3 separate regions of the Sus scrofa genome follow, and regions 1 and 2 are each linked to region 3. A link is a contact called in public Hi-C and HiChIP or PLAC-seq data. All regions are on one chromosome and are shown on one strand. The core of a region is the stretch at or near the end of the contact, and the rest is flanking DNA. Distances in the headings are between cores, read along the strand shown.

What was found. A called contact is a pair of places that touch in the nucleus more often than the background predicts. HiChIP or PLAC-seq counts read pairs in DNA pulled down with a chosen protein or histone mark.
Region 1: an H3K27ac HiChIP or PLAC-seq map of skeletal muscle shows a contact between it and region 3. The contact joins two enhancer-like sites. A contact is called at or near these places in 2 of 5 promoter capture datasets (fetal liver and liver), 6 of 47 Hi-C or Micro-C datasets (alveolar macrophages, blood, liver and 1 more) and 2 of 2 datasets of contacts at active chromatin or transcription factors (alveolar macrophages and skeletal muscle).
Region 2: a Hi-C map of skeletal muscle shows a contact between it and region 3, with 5 times the contacts expected there. The contact joins two enhancer-like sites. A contact is called at or near these places in 27 of 47 Hi-C or Micro-C datasets (adipose tissue, alveolar macrophages, blood and 16 more) and 2 of 2 datasets of contacts at active chromatin or transcription factors (alveolar macrophages and skeletal muscle).

What each region holds. Positions count from the first base shown.
Region 1 is chr13:68,672,355-68,676,991 of Sscrofa11.1, reverse strand. It overlaps LOC110256287 (a long non-coding RNA gene), which reads left to right. Exons shown (of 3, transcript XR_002337660.1): 2 at 157-2,867. Among named protein-coding and RNA genes, the nearest start is that of RAF1, 17 kb to the right of the region's middle. Within about 2 kb of position 1,666, at least 36 of the 83 cell types and tissues checked have an H3K27ac peak or open chromatin away from gene starts, as enhancers often do. A contact at or near this core is called in skeletal muscle, where this site is marked.
Region 2 is chr13:68,698,557-68,702,660 of Sscrofa11.1, reverse strand. No RefSeq gene overlaps it. Among named protein-coding and RNA genes, the nearest start is that of TMEM40, 37 kb to the left of the region's middle. Within about 2 kb of position 1,265, at least 2 of the 83 cell types and tissues checked have an H3K27ac peak or open chromatin away from gene starts, as enhancers often do. A contact at or near this core is called in skeletal muscle, where this site is marked.
Region 3 is chr13:68,575,582-68,580,000 of Sscrofa11.1, reverse strand. MKRN2 (probable E3 ubiquitin-protein ligase makorin-2) reads right to left here. Exons shown (of 8, transcript XM_021069355.1): 7 at 368-512; 8 at 1-207. The coding sequence ends at 70. Among named protein-coding and RNA genes, the nearest start is that of MKRN2, 31 kb to the right of the region's middle. Within about 2 kb of position 2,665, at least 4 of the 83 cell types and tissues checked have an H3K27ac peak or open chromatin away from gene starts, as enhancers often do. A contact at or near this core is called in skeletal muscle, where this site is marked.

The DNA of each region.
Region 1 (4,637 bases), core at 417-2,916, 98 kb before region 3:
TTGTTATCTCAAGGCAAATGGTTTCCAGGCCAGGAATCAAATCTGAGCAACGCCAGATCCTTAATCCCATGAGCTACCAGGGACTCCCCCGACTCCCGCAAAAAAATTAAGAGAAGAAATGCTACAGGGAGAAAATTTTTTTCTTACTGTTTTCAGAACCTTGAAGTTGGACGTCCTGTTCAAGAAGGAAAGTACTAAATTAGTAAGTAGCCCTAGAAGTACAGACTTTGGAACCAGAAATTCCTGGGTTTGAATTCTGGTTCCATCAGATGCTAAACTGTATGGCCTTGGGCAAGTTGCTCTCCCTCTCCTAGCCTCAGTAAACTCATGTATAAAATGGAGATGACAATCCCTACCTAGTTAGCTAGAGCCACCTCCCTCCAAATATGGGTATCTGTGACTCAGGCCACCTCTCACTGTCAGCTGCTGGGTGTCAGGGTTCCTCTGGGACCAAGGACCACTGAAGCAGGGGGCCAAGAGAGCAAGGCTGCAGGCTGGCAGCCTGGGCTAAAGGGCTATGGAGCTGATTTTAGTTGTTATTGTTCAATTTGAGCCAATATTAAACTCTAAGGGACTTCATAAAATCCTGGGGTTACATTTCTTTCAGAAAGTGCATTATATCTTAAAACTGCAGCCTCTTCCAGCCACAGTTTTGCATTCTCTTGATTGCCGCAAGCCTTACCCCTTGGCGTACTGACAGCTGCTGACCCCTGAAACCAGCTAGCACCCCCCTCCCCTGCAAATCTTTGCCTTTCCTCTAGAGTCCAGAGGTGTCAGATGATGGCAGGCCCTTCTGGAGTCATTGCTGTGTGTCAGACACTGCCTCCAGCACTTTCAACATGTTTATCCTCATGTCTGACCTATGACGTAGATGCTATTATTAGCCTTCCTTTCAAGGGTGAGGAAACAGAAGCACAGAGAAGCTAGATGAATTACCCAAGGTCACACAGCTGGGAAGTGGCAGTGCTAGAGGAGGGGCTGGCCCCTGAGTGTGTGTGCTGTTAATCCCTGTATATGCTGCCTCTGCCACAGACACTGAGTGCTGGCTTCTGTTTGTTTTTCTCAACCAATTGTTTTTCTGATAATAAAACTGATACATGCTCATTAAAAACAAAACAAAATAAAAAACCAAAACCAAAAAACAGGAAAGTTTAAAGAAACAAGTAAAAAGTGTCTCAGGCTTTTACTCCCTATCCCTCTCCAGAAGCAGCATTCGGGGGCAATGTCAGCAGATGGTCACAATAATATGTAATACAAGATGGGATAATTTCATCTGTACATAATAAAAACCTACATTGATGAGAGAATGATCTAGAGCTCATACTGGGAGCCACCCAGCTGGGTTCAGGTCTCCTAGCCTGTCCTCTGACTGGGTGAGCCTAAAATTCAGTTTTCCCTTCTGCCAAATGGGAACCTCATAGGCAGTCCTAAAAATTCAATGAGATAATACAAGAGAACGTAGCATGGTTCCTGGCTTTTTCAGGAATTTAAATTTTTAGGAATTCGGTTGTGATTATGATCATTCATTGGGGCTGATGTTTGCCCCTTAGGTTGTGGGACATAGGCCAGGGCCACATCCATGGACCAGGGCCACGTCCATGGACAGGTCACACTTTGGCCACAGAGAGAAGCAGTGGGTGAAGGCTGCAGATGATCTGAGGGCTGAGATGAGCTAGCATACCAGGAGCAGTTTAGAAATGGAGGTGCAGGGGGCCCAGGATATGGATTGTGTACTGGGTAGGGATAAAGGCTGGGGCGCCTGTGGAGTAAGGACCTAGGACCCAGCCCTCTGATGAGGAGGACTGTCTGCCCATGACAGCATGCACTGCGTCTCCAGTCCAGATAATCACCCAGGCCTGAAACAAGCCCTGCAGTCTCCGCCCTCCAAGTAAATAGGTGTTGCTATTCTAAGCAGCCCTGTGGTAAAAATACTCGCTTGGCTTTGGAAGGATTTTTTTTTTAAGCCGTGAAAATAACAGGGCAGTAGGCTGACTATTTTAGGTTGGGGCCTTTGGCTCTCTTTCAAAGTCTCGGCCCAAAGGAGATCTTTTTAGAAACAGGTCGCCCTGCACACTTTGCACGCATTGATCGTCCGGTGGAACAAGCCTGGATGGAGGCATCTAAGAGGCTCTGGGCCTGTGCCCAAGCGGCAGAGTTGGAGAAATTGCCGCCATTGTTTATGCAGGGCTGTAAACTGGGACTGCCGGCTCAGTCTCTCTGGGGCCCGGAGCCCTCCTTCCACCCGCCCCACCCCCACCCCCTAGAGTTCGCAAGGGGCGAAGCCAGCGGTCTGCCTGCTTCTCTCTCCACTTTGGGAATCCTGGGTCAGGGTGGGGTTGGAATATGGGGAATGTTCCCCACCTTCTTTATAAATCAGCGGAGCCAGGGAGGAGTTTGCAGTAGGGCTGGGGCCTGTCAGTCTGGAACCCGGACAAAATTTTCCATCCTCGGTGGACCAAAGGATGACATTAGGGACTGAGGAAGACACTCTGGAGAAGATGGCCAGAGACGGAATAGCAATAACCTGAGAAAATTAAATTTGAATCTTGACCAGGGCCCTTACCAGCTGTGTGACCTTGGGTGGTAACTTTACCTCTCTGATCCCTTGTTTTCCTATTAGTGAAATGGAGATAATGAAGCAAACCTTCTGGGAAGATGAAAGAAAATAATGTATTTGAAAACATCTAGCACCTATAGAATGGCCACTAAATCTGGAAACATAGAGGAATTTTCAGAAAAAGGTGTTTATTGATAATACATAATAAAATTTTCTCTATTTCCAGACTTTAAGGTCACCCTTAAAGTGTAATGGTTAACTGCCTGGGTTTGATTCTTGGTTCTGCCGTTTGCTAGCTGTATGACCCCAGGTAAGTGGTATAACTATAAGCCTCAGTTTACTCAGCTATAAAATGGGGATGACATAGTGCCTACTTCACAGTTATTATAAAGAATTAATGTTAATCTATATAAAGCATTTAGAATAGTGCCTGGAACATGGTATCATATAAGCGTGAGTAATTTTTTATTTTTCATTTTTTATTTTTATGTATTTATTTATTGTTGCTTTCTAGGGCTGCACCTGAGGCATATGGAAGTTCCCAGGCTTGGGGTCGAATCTGAGTTACAGCTGTTGGCCTATGCCATGGCCACAGCAATGCAGGATCCTAGTCATGTCTGCAACCCCCACCACAGCTCACAGCAACGCTGGATCCTTAACGTACTGAGCAAGGCCGGAATCTAACCCTCATCCTCATGGATACCAGTTGGATTTGTTTCTGCTGTACCACAACAGGAACTCCGAGGTCTCTTTATTAAAGCAATCCTTTGCCCATGAATTCACTTGCAAATATTGCTTACCAGTGTGCCATTTGACCTTTGATTTTGTTGAAAGTCTTTATTACCATGTTGAAAGCTGACTTTTATGTGGTTCAATGTATAAACCTTTTCTTTTACCGCTTCTGGCGTTTATATAATGCTTAGAAATGCCTTCCACGCACTGGGAAAAAAAATTGTTTCCCACTCTTTCCTCCAGTATGCCTGTAGTTTCATTTGTTACATGTAAAGCTTTCAATCATTTGGGTTTTATTTCAGAGTAATTTACAAGGTAGAGACCAAACTTTCCCCCCTTTTTCCTGGTGTTAGAAGAATAGCGTATTTTTTTCTATATGCCTGGCACTTCCACATTTATCATGGGCAACTAACTTTCTGTTCAGTTCTCCTTGAGTCCAGTTTTAATACGAAAGTTTGGCTTTAGTTTAGTGTATCTGTTTCCAAGGCTGCCATAACAAAGTACCACAAACTGAGTGGCTTGAAACAACGTAAATTTATTCTCCCAGTTCTGGAGGCCGGAAGTGCAAAATCAAGGTGTCAGCAGGGCCATGCTCCCTTGGAGGCTTTGGGTAGAATATTTCCTTGCCTTTCTTTTGGCTTCTGGAGGCAGCTGGCAATCCCCTGCACTCCTTGGTTTGCAGCTGCATCACCATCCTCCCACCCCCACCCCCACCCCACCCCACCCCACCCCTCTCTGTCTCTGCTGCTGTTGTCACATGGCCTTCCCTCTGTGTTCCTCTGTCTTCTCTTCCTCTTATAAGGCTGCCGCCAGTCATATTGAGCAGTGCCCACCCTACTCTATTATAACCTCACCTCAGCTTGATTACATCTACAAAGATTCTATTGCCAAATTAAAGCCACATTCACAGGTTCTGGAAGGTTAGGGCTTTACCATCTCTTTTGGAAGGACACAGTTCAACCCGTAACATTTGGTGTGTCAAAAATATCTAACCTTTGTAAATCAACTATGCTTTAATTAAAAAAAAAGACAAAACAAACAAATAAAAAACAGCCTAGGGGAGAAAGAAGAAGGCTGATTCTAGCATCAGCAATAAAGTACTGTTTTTGTCACAAAAAAAAAAAAAAGAAAAGAAAAAAGGAGTTCCCATCATGGCTCAGTGGTCAACGAACCCGCCTAGTATCCATGAGGATGCAGGTTTGATCTCTGGCCCTCACTCAGTGGGTTAAAGATCCAGCATTGCTGTGAGCTGTGGTGTGGGTTAAAGACTCAGCTCAGATCCTGTGTTGCTGTGGCGCAGGTCAGTGGCTGTAGCTCCAGTTCCACCCCTAGCCTGGGAACTTTCATA
Region 2 (4,104 bases), core at 16-2,515, 120 kb before region 3:
ACCACAGCTCACGGCAATACTGGATCCTTAACCCACTGAGTGAGGCCAGGGATTGAACCTGTGTCCTCACATACTAGTCAGATTCATTTCCACTGAGCCACAATGGGAACTCCAACAGCTGGAGTTTTTACATTTCAAATTCTGCTATGGAAAACCATAGAGTGCTTCCTCAAAAAATTTAAAACAGAGTTACTTTATGATCCAGGAAGTCTACTTCTGGATATATACCCCAAAGAATTACAAGCAGGGGTTGAAAAAAATATATGCACACCCATGTTCATAAGAGCAGGACTGACAGTAGCCAAAATGTGGAAGCAACCCAAGATGCATAAGGGGATGACTGGAGAAACAAAATGTGATCTGCACACACAACGAAATATTATCCAGCCTTAAAAAAGAACAAAATCCTACACATGTGTGACAACATGGATGCACCCTGAGGACATTGTGTTCAGTGAAATAGGCCAGACACAAAAAGGACAAAATACTGGATGATTCCATTTTTATGAGGTCCCTAGGATAGTCAAAGTCACAGAAACACAAAGTAGCATTGGGGGGGGGGGGGTGCCAGGGGTGGGGGGAGGGGAGGGGAGTTAGTTTTAATGGGGACAGAGCTTTGGTTTGGGAAGATGAAAGTTTCTGGAGATGGATCGTGGTGATGGTTATACAACCTTGTGAATATGCTTAAGGCCACTGAATGTTACACCTAAACACAGTTAAGATGGTAAATTTTGTGTTACATGTATTTTACCATAATTTTAAGAAATACGTCAAATTATCTGTCGTCAGACAAAACTGGATCTGACCTGCAGGCCCTGTGCTATGGGCAGGGGTAGGGTCTCCACAGTGTTAAGCCAGGGGACAGGAGCTGAGCTGGGGTACCCACAGGATGGGAAAGCAAGCCAGGGCAGGAGGCCACAATCATTTTTCTTTCCAGTTTTTGGCAGCCTGACTGCCTTGTGAGGACCTGGGTTCAATCTGCTGCTGGTAGCCTTGGCCTTTCTGGGCCTGGCGGTCAAAGGTGGGGCTCAGGTGGTTCAGGTGTTTGGAGCCCCTTGTGCCCTGGAAGAGGAAGCCCAGCCTCACTGCCCCAGATCTCAGTGAAGGGCCCAGGGCCCACCTGGCCTGGTGCACTGCCTCCCTGGGGCCCTGGCCCCCAGCGCTGCCCTGGGAACCCCTCGCTGCTTCCCCACCCGGCTGCAGCTCAAGGCCTTGGTCTGCAGGGTCTGGTTACACCTCAGGCATCAGGCAGATTCCCGGAACTCCAGTCCAAAAAGTGGCCTAAAAATAAAGCATTGGATCCTGAGTCCAAGAAGGCAGGGTTGCAAAGTGGGGCGAGGGAGAAGGGCTTGGATGAGGGGGTGTCTGTCCCTGGTTGCCCTGGACACCGTGGACTGGGTTTCTGCTCTGACCACAGAAGAGGGAGGACGCGGGTGTGAGAGTGTTTCCAGGCCATGCTGTCCAGCTTGAGCTGAGGGATAAGATTGTGGCAGCTGTTGTTCTTCTCCTGACTCAGCTCCTCAGTTCCAGAGGACCCAGGCAGGATCAGTGGTGGGGATAAGGGTGCCGCTGACAGAGCCTGGGAAGCCAGGGAAAGTGCTAGACGTGGGGGCTGGGCTTTGCAAACAGAGAGCACAGGGTGGGCAAAGGCAGGAGGGAGTGAAGTTATCACATGGTGGGTAGGGGTCATGGCCAAGTGGGAGTAAGGATTAATGGGCAAGGTGGCACACAGGGTAAATGGCCTTCTTGCCCTGCAAGACCTTGAGAGCTGGGATAAGGAGCTGAAATTTTACCCCAAGGACACTGGGGAGCCCTGGAAGGTGTTTGGGTGGAGGAGTGGCGTGGTGAGATTGCATTTTAGAAAGGTCACTCTGGTGGCCCTGTGGGGCCGGGAGAATGAGCATGAGCTCCAGCTAAAGGGACTGTCACTGACCAAGGGCTGCCGTGCTCTGTGTTTGCACCAAGGCCATGCTTCCCACAGGGGGCTCCCAGCCCTTGACTCAGATGGATACTAAGCAGGCCCTTGCCTGGGAGACACGGGACTCCTCTGACAGCTGACTTCACCTTGAGGACCCTCAACACCTGCCATGCCTTCCTTAGACTGACCAGTACACTCCACCCTCCCACCCAGCCCTCCTTCCCTTGCTTCTTCACCTGGGGCCAGATGTGCATCGCCGTCTCACGGCTCCTTCAGGCTGCCACTCCCTCCCCGTTTTTCTCTCCCAAAGGAGATTTCCCTAATGAAATCCTTCCATATTTCATCTCGTCCTGTGCTAGCTTCTCAGAGGACCCAGACTAACAGGATGAAACGAGAGGCAGGGCCACAGGAGCAGAGAAAAAAGGGTAACTCTGAAGACATTAAGGTCTGATCCGCAGTATGACTGGAAGTGTGTGCCCACCCACAGTCCCCTGGCCTTTCCCCGTGGCTGGAGTTCTTGCCTCCAGCATGGCAATCCCCTCTGTCCACAGTGGCCTCCCCAGCTAGACTCTGAGTCTGTTCTGCAAGTGAATGAATGAGTGATTAAGTGAGTGAATAAAGGAAGGAAGGAAAAAGGGACATCTAGAATGCTCCCAGAGCTCCAGGTGGGGTCACTTGGTAGATGGTTGTAGCCAGTATTTGTTATTTACCCTGGTGTTTTTTCTACCACTGCAATTTTCCTTTGAAGAATACACCTGCACTCTTTCGTGCATCAGAGGAGACTATCAAGAGTGAAAAGACAACCCATAGAAGGACAGAAAGTTTTTGCTAGTCACACATCCAATAAGGGTTTAACATCCAGAATATAAAAAACAAAACAAAACTCCTATAACTCAACAACAAAATAAACCACCCAATTCAAAAATGAGAGGGGACTTTGCTGCACAGCAGAAATTGGCACATTGTAAAATAACTCTACTTTAATTTTTAAAAATTTAAAAATTAAAAAAAAAATTTAAAAGAGAGAGGGAGGAGTTCCCATAGTGGCGCAGTGGTTAACAAATCCAACTAGAAACCATGAGGTTGCGGGTTCAATCCCTGGCCTTGCTCAGTGGGTTAAGGATCAGGTGTTGCTGTGGTGTAGGTCGCAGACACAGCTCGGATCCTGTGTGTGCTGTGGCTGTGGCCGGTGGCTACAGCTCTGATTACACCCCTAGCCTGGGAACCTCCATATGCTGTGGGAGCGGCCCTAGAAAAAGGCAAAAAGACAAAAATAAATAAATACATAAGGGAAAAGGTGGATGGAATTGAATGGACAAATCTCCAAAAAAGTTTGTTTGTTTGTTTGTTTTGGTCTTTTTAGGGCCACACCGGTGGCTTATGGAAGTTCCCAGGCTAGGAATCGAAGCTGCCAGCCCACACCACAGCCACAGGAATTCAGAATCTGAGCTGCATCTGTGACCTACCTGAAGCTCACAGCAAAGCCAGATCCTTAATCTGATAAGCCAGGCCAGGGATCAAACCTGTGTCCTCATGGATACTATTCAGGGTTGTTACTGCTGAGTCACAATGGGAACTCCCAAAGAAGATATTTTTTAAATGGCCAATAAGCACAAGAAGCAGATTTTCAGTGGATTAGATGAGGCCCACTCACATAGGGGAGGGCATCCCTCTTTGCTCAATATCATTAGTCATCAGTGAAACAAAAATCAAAATCACGAGATACCACATCGCAGCCATTAGAATGGCTATTGTGTCTAAAAAAAAAAAAATGGAAAACAAGTATTGGTGAAGATATGGAGAAATTGAAACCCTTGTGCACAGCTGATGGAAATATTAAAAAAAAAAAAAAAAGATGGAACCAGTATGGAAAATAATTTGTCAGTTTCTCAAAAAGTTAAATATGAAACCCAGCCATTCCACTCCCTGATATATACTCACAGGAATTGAAAACAGGGACTCCAACCGGCATTTGCACACCCATGTTGACATAAGTATCATTCATGGCAGCTAAAATGTGGAAGCAACACAAGTGTTCATCAAGAGATGAATGAATAGATAAATAAAATGTGCTCTACACACACATGCAGTATTATTTGGCTATGAAAAGGATTGAGATTCTGACACCTGCTACAACATGAATGAACCTTAAGGGCACCATGCCCAGTGAAATAAATCAGTCATAA
Region 3 (4,419 bases), core at 1,416-3,915:
GAAGCTCTGCAACCCTGACTTGGGAAGGCTTGGCCGGTGGAGCCCAAGATGTGGGCGGCCATCTACTCTTCAGGGTTCTGACGGCTCCACTCCAGACAGGTGCATGAAGAGGTCCCCGAGCTCTGTCATGTCAACCTCTTCAGTGCTGGGGACATGCCGGCTCTCTCGGTTCTCGATGAAATCCCAGAGCCGAACTGAATTAAAGAACTGCAAAAATAGCAAGCAAACAGGCCTGGTTATTGCCAAAGGCAGCACACCTGCCAACCCCACACCTTCCTGCCAAAGCTGTGAGAACGGGCCAGGAGAGGTCCCCAGACATGGCCACAGGCAGCTGTTCCTGACTCGGATGGCCAGGTCCTTAACTCACCCTCACAGTGCCTTCAGAACTGAGCTGTTTCCGGGGTTTCTCAGGCTCTGCTAGCCGCCCATCAGGGTAAGCATGGCGGTAAAGGCATTTGCTTCCAAATGGGCAGGTCCCTTTGCCTTGCTCAAAGTATTTACAAGCTTTTTTTCTGAAAAGCAGAAAGAAAAGATCAAGAGGATGGGTAAGAGAATCTGGGGTTTAGGTGAACCACTGCTTTTCTCATCCCTGCCAGAGCCAGGTCAGCCTCACATTAGCGGTAGGGAAACAGAGGCTCGGAGCAGCTGGATGCTGATTTCCAAGCTGGAAATTTAATTCCCTCACAGGCAGTTTAACTTGTGTTTTGACCGGCAGTGGTCTGACCACTCCTCTGGGCCAGCTGTCTGGGCTCCAAGGTTCTGAAGCTGAGCTACTTGCCTCAGCTCAAAGTCCCAAAAGGAGCACCACCCAGAAAAGTTTCCCTTCCTCCTGCTCAGCAGTGACACCAAGGTGACAGCCTTGAGTTAGGAGTCTCAGGGGAAAGCAGTGAATTTTAGCAGCTGCCTTCAAGTCACAGGCCTCATCTCATTTTCCTTGGTCCCCACCTTCCAGAGCAGAGCTGCTTAACTACATGCTACAAACCCTCCCTCAGAAGTGTTTTATTTAAGACACACAGGTCTTCTTCCCCTGTCTTAATTCTAGCTACAGACCCCTATGGGAAGAACCCCTGCTCCTGAAGTAACTCAGAACCAAACTGAGAATTCCCATCCTTCTTGCTAAAATGAAATTAGGACCGATGCAATCCTAAATGATCCCAAGACGAAGAGGAAGAGATGTTCAAAGGTGGAAAGTGTCTGGGAGGGGAAGGTGCAGAAATGAAGCCAAACCTCAGCAGACAGGGCCAGCTGCTGCCAGGGGGGCTGGGGTACATCACAGTGGCAGACGACAAGGAAGGGGCTTCCTTGACTCCAGTGCTTTCCGTTTTCTCAGAGCAGGGGATGGCAAAGAGGGTGGGCAGAGTCTCTGAGACAGGCCTCAGCAGCACAAAGAGAAGCTCCCCAACAGCTGTCCCCTCCCACCAGGTCTGTGGTCCAGACACCTTCCAGGGTCCCTGGTCCCCAAAGTTCTGAGCAGATCTTCAAATGACCACTCAAATGGTGAGTTCTCGGAGTTCTCGTCATGGCTCAGTGGTTAACGAATCCGACTAGGAACCATGAGGTTGCGGGTTCAATCTCTGGCCTGGCTCAGTGGGTTAAGGATCTGGCGTTGCCATGAGCTGTGGTGCAGGTTGCAGATGCAGCTTGGATCTGGCATTGCTGTGGCTCCGGCATAGGCCGGCGGCTACAGTTCCAATTCACCCCTAGCCTGGGAACCTCCACATGTCATGGGAGCGGCTCAAGAAATGGCAAAAAAAAAAAACAAAAAACAAAAAAAACCCAAAATGGTGAGTTCTTACCACAGTCTGCAGGACACTGGCTTTACTTAACAAACTCATCAGGATACAAACATTATTCTCTAGCCTCCACCCCCAAATCATTTTCCTCCCAGCCTTATTTGGTCACCAAGGACAAAAGCCTCCAGTTCACTGGGGTTCCCTCTTTGTTCTCAGCTTTCATATCCCGTTGTTACTTCTGTCACAAAGCACCTCCCCAATCGACCATCCTCTGCTGCCCACCTGCCAAGGTCCTGCATGACCTAAGCCACAGACGTGGCAACTCTGGATCCTTCACCCACTGTGCTGGGCTGGGGATCAAACCTGCGTCCCAGCGCTCCCAAAACATTGCTGATCCCACTGCACCACAGCAGGAGCTCCATGTCACCCTGTTCTTAAAGACCACGATTAGGCTGAAGCGCAAGGACGCATCAGACTTAACTCATGTCTGTGTCCCAGTAGGTCCCACATCCTTCCACACACCTTTGCCAGCCCCAGGGACCACTGCCATTGCTCCACAAACAAAATCTGTCATTCCCCTGGCCCCCCATCCCCAGGACACACAGGCTATCATGTTTCAGGGCTCAGGTCCTCCTCCTCCTGCTTTCTCTGACACCCCCAGGGGGATCCCAATGCCTTCTTTGTTACCACCGCTAGATGGGTCTCTCATGAGGAATATGTCACCAAAAAACCTGTATAACTACTTTTTGCAATTTCCCATGAAATTTCTTAATGATTTTTACTCTATATTCCCCACTGGTGCTTAGCTTGAAAGTGCCTGGCCTATTGCCCTGTAAAAGTGTGCAGAATGCATAAAAACACCATCCTCAACAGAAACCAAGGCCAGGAAGACCTAAACAGCAATTACACAAGAACAGCAGAGCTGCCTTCTCCAGGCTGGACCCCTCTGCCTCGCCACTTCTGCCCTCTGGTGGACACAGAGTAACACCACAGGAGAAAAAAATGGTGAAACGAGAAATTATCAAGCCTTTAGTAATCAATATGCAACTTAAAGGAAACCATTTAAAAAGATGACATACAATTATGCTTTTAGTACCCTTCCTACAGATTAACTAGAAATACAGACAGGCAGGCATTGGAGAATGAAGAGAAGCAGGTTTAAATTATTTAGAAGGATGGAATTGGCAAGAGGTTAACTTTTTTAGGGGGAAAAAAAAAAAAAAAAGAGTTCCCGTCCTGGTGCAGTGTAAATGAATCTGACTAAGAACCATGATGTTTCGGGTTCAATCCCTGGGCCCGCTCAGTAGGTTAAGGATCTGGCATTGCTGGCATTGCTGTGAGCAGTGGTGTAGATCACAGACGCGGCTTGGATCTGGTGTGGCTGTGGCTGTGGCATAGGTCGGCGGCTGTGGCTCCGATTAGACCCCTAGCCTGGGAACCTCCATATGCTGCGGGTGTGGCCCTAAAAAGCAAAAAGAAAAACAAAACAAACCCAAAAACGTTTAGCCTAGAGCAGGTGCCTGTTAAATATCTACGCAGGGTAGCTAAAACTCCCGTGGAGAGAGAGCCAAGTTTTTCTGGCTCTAAGAACAAAGAAACAGAGGAAATGAACCAGTGAGGAAGCAGCCCCTGCTCACCCCCCGCCTCCCATAAAAAAAGGGCCTGAGAGGGACCCACCGAAATGCTGTGTATCAACTTCATCCAAATCCCCAACCAGCCCCTGACCCACACACACATCAGTGGAGCAGGCTCATGGCAACTCTGCAAAGGATAAAAAACTGAGATTTGAACTGCTGCCCACAAGTTTGAATCTAAACAATTTATCTATTAAAATAAAACAATGCTTCCTTTATAGATGTACCTAAAAAAATCCAGAATTTCTACTGGGTAACATTTACAGTGTCTAGAACACAACCTCAAATGACTCATCATAATGAAGAATCAGTAAAATGTTACCCATTCTAAAGGGAAAAAGAGTCAACAGAGACCAACTTCAAATGACAAGGATTTCAAAGCAGCTACTATATGTGTGTTCAAGAAGATGAAGAGAGGGGAAAAAGAATGAAAACAAAACAAAACAAACTACATACACACCACAAAACAGAGCCCCAAACTTTGCAGAACAATATAAAAAAGTCCATTACCTGTGATTAAGAGTCCCAGAAGAAAAAAACAGGGTAGAAAAAATATTTGATGAAACAATGGCCAGAATTTCCCTACTTTTGGTATTACATTTGGTAAGAATTTTCCCTTACAAACTCAAAGAAAACCACGCAGTTAAATAGGAAAAATCACTCCCAAGGCAAAACATCAAACTTCTTAAAAACTAAGATAAAGACTCAAAAATGACACTACCGTCTGAACAACCACTGACTTCTTACCATAAACCAGAGAAGTCAGATAACAGTGGAACATTCGCAAAGTGCTGAAAGAAAAGTGGGGGGAGACCCCCAATCATTTCAGAATTCTGTTCATTGAAAATGGAGCCAGAAATTGAAACAAAAACAAAAGACCGATTTAGTCAATAAAAATATCCCTCAAGAATGGGGGAGGGGAGTGATTTCTGATAAAAAGAAAACTAAGAATTCATCATTAGCAAATGAGCAAAATGTTAAAGGCATTCTTGAGGCTGAAGAGAAATTACATCAACTGGAAGGAATTACATAACAGAGGAAAGAGCACTGGT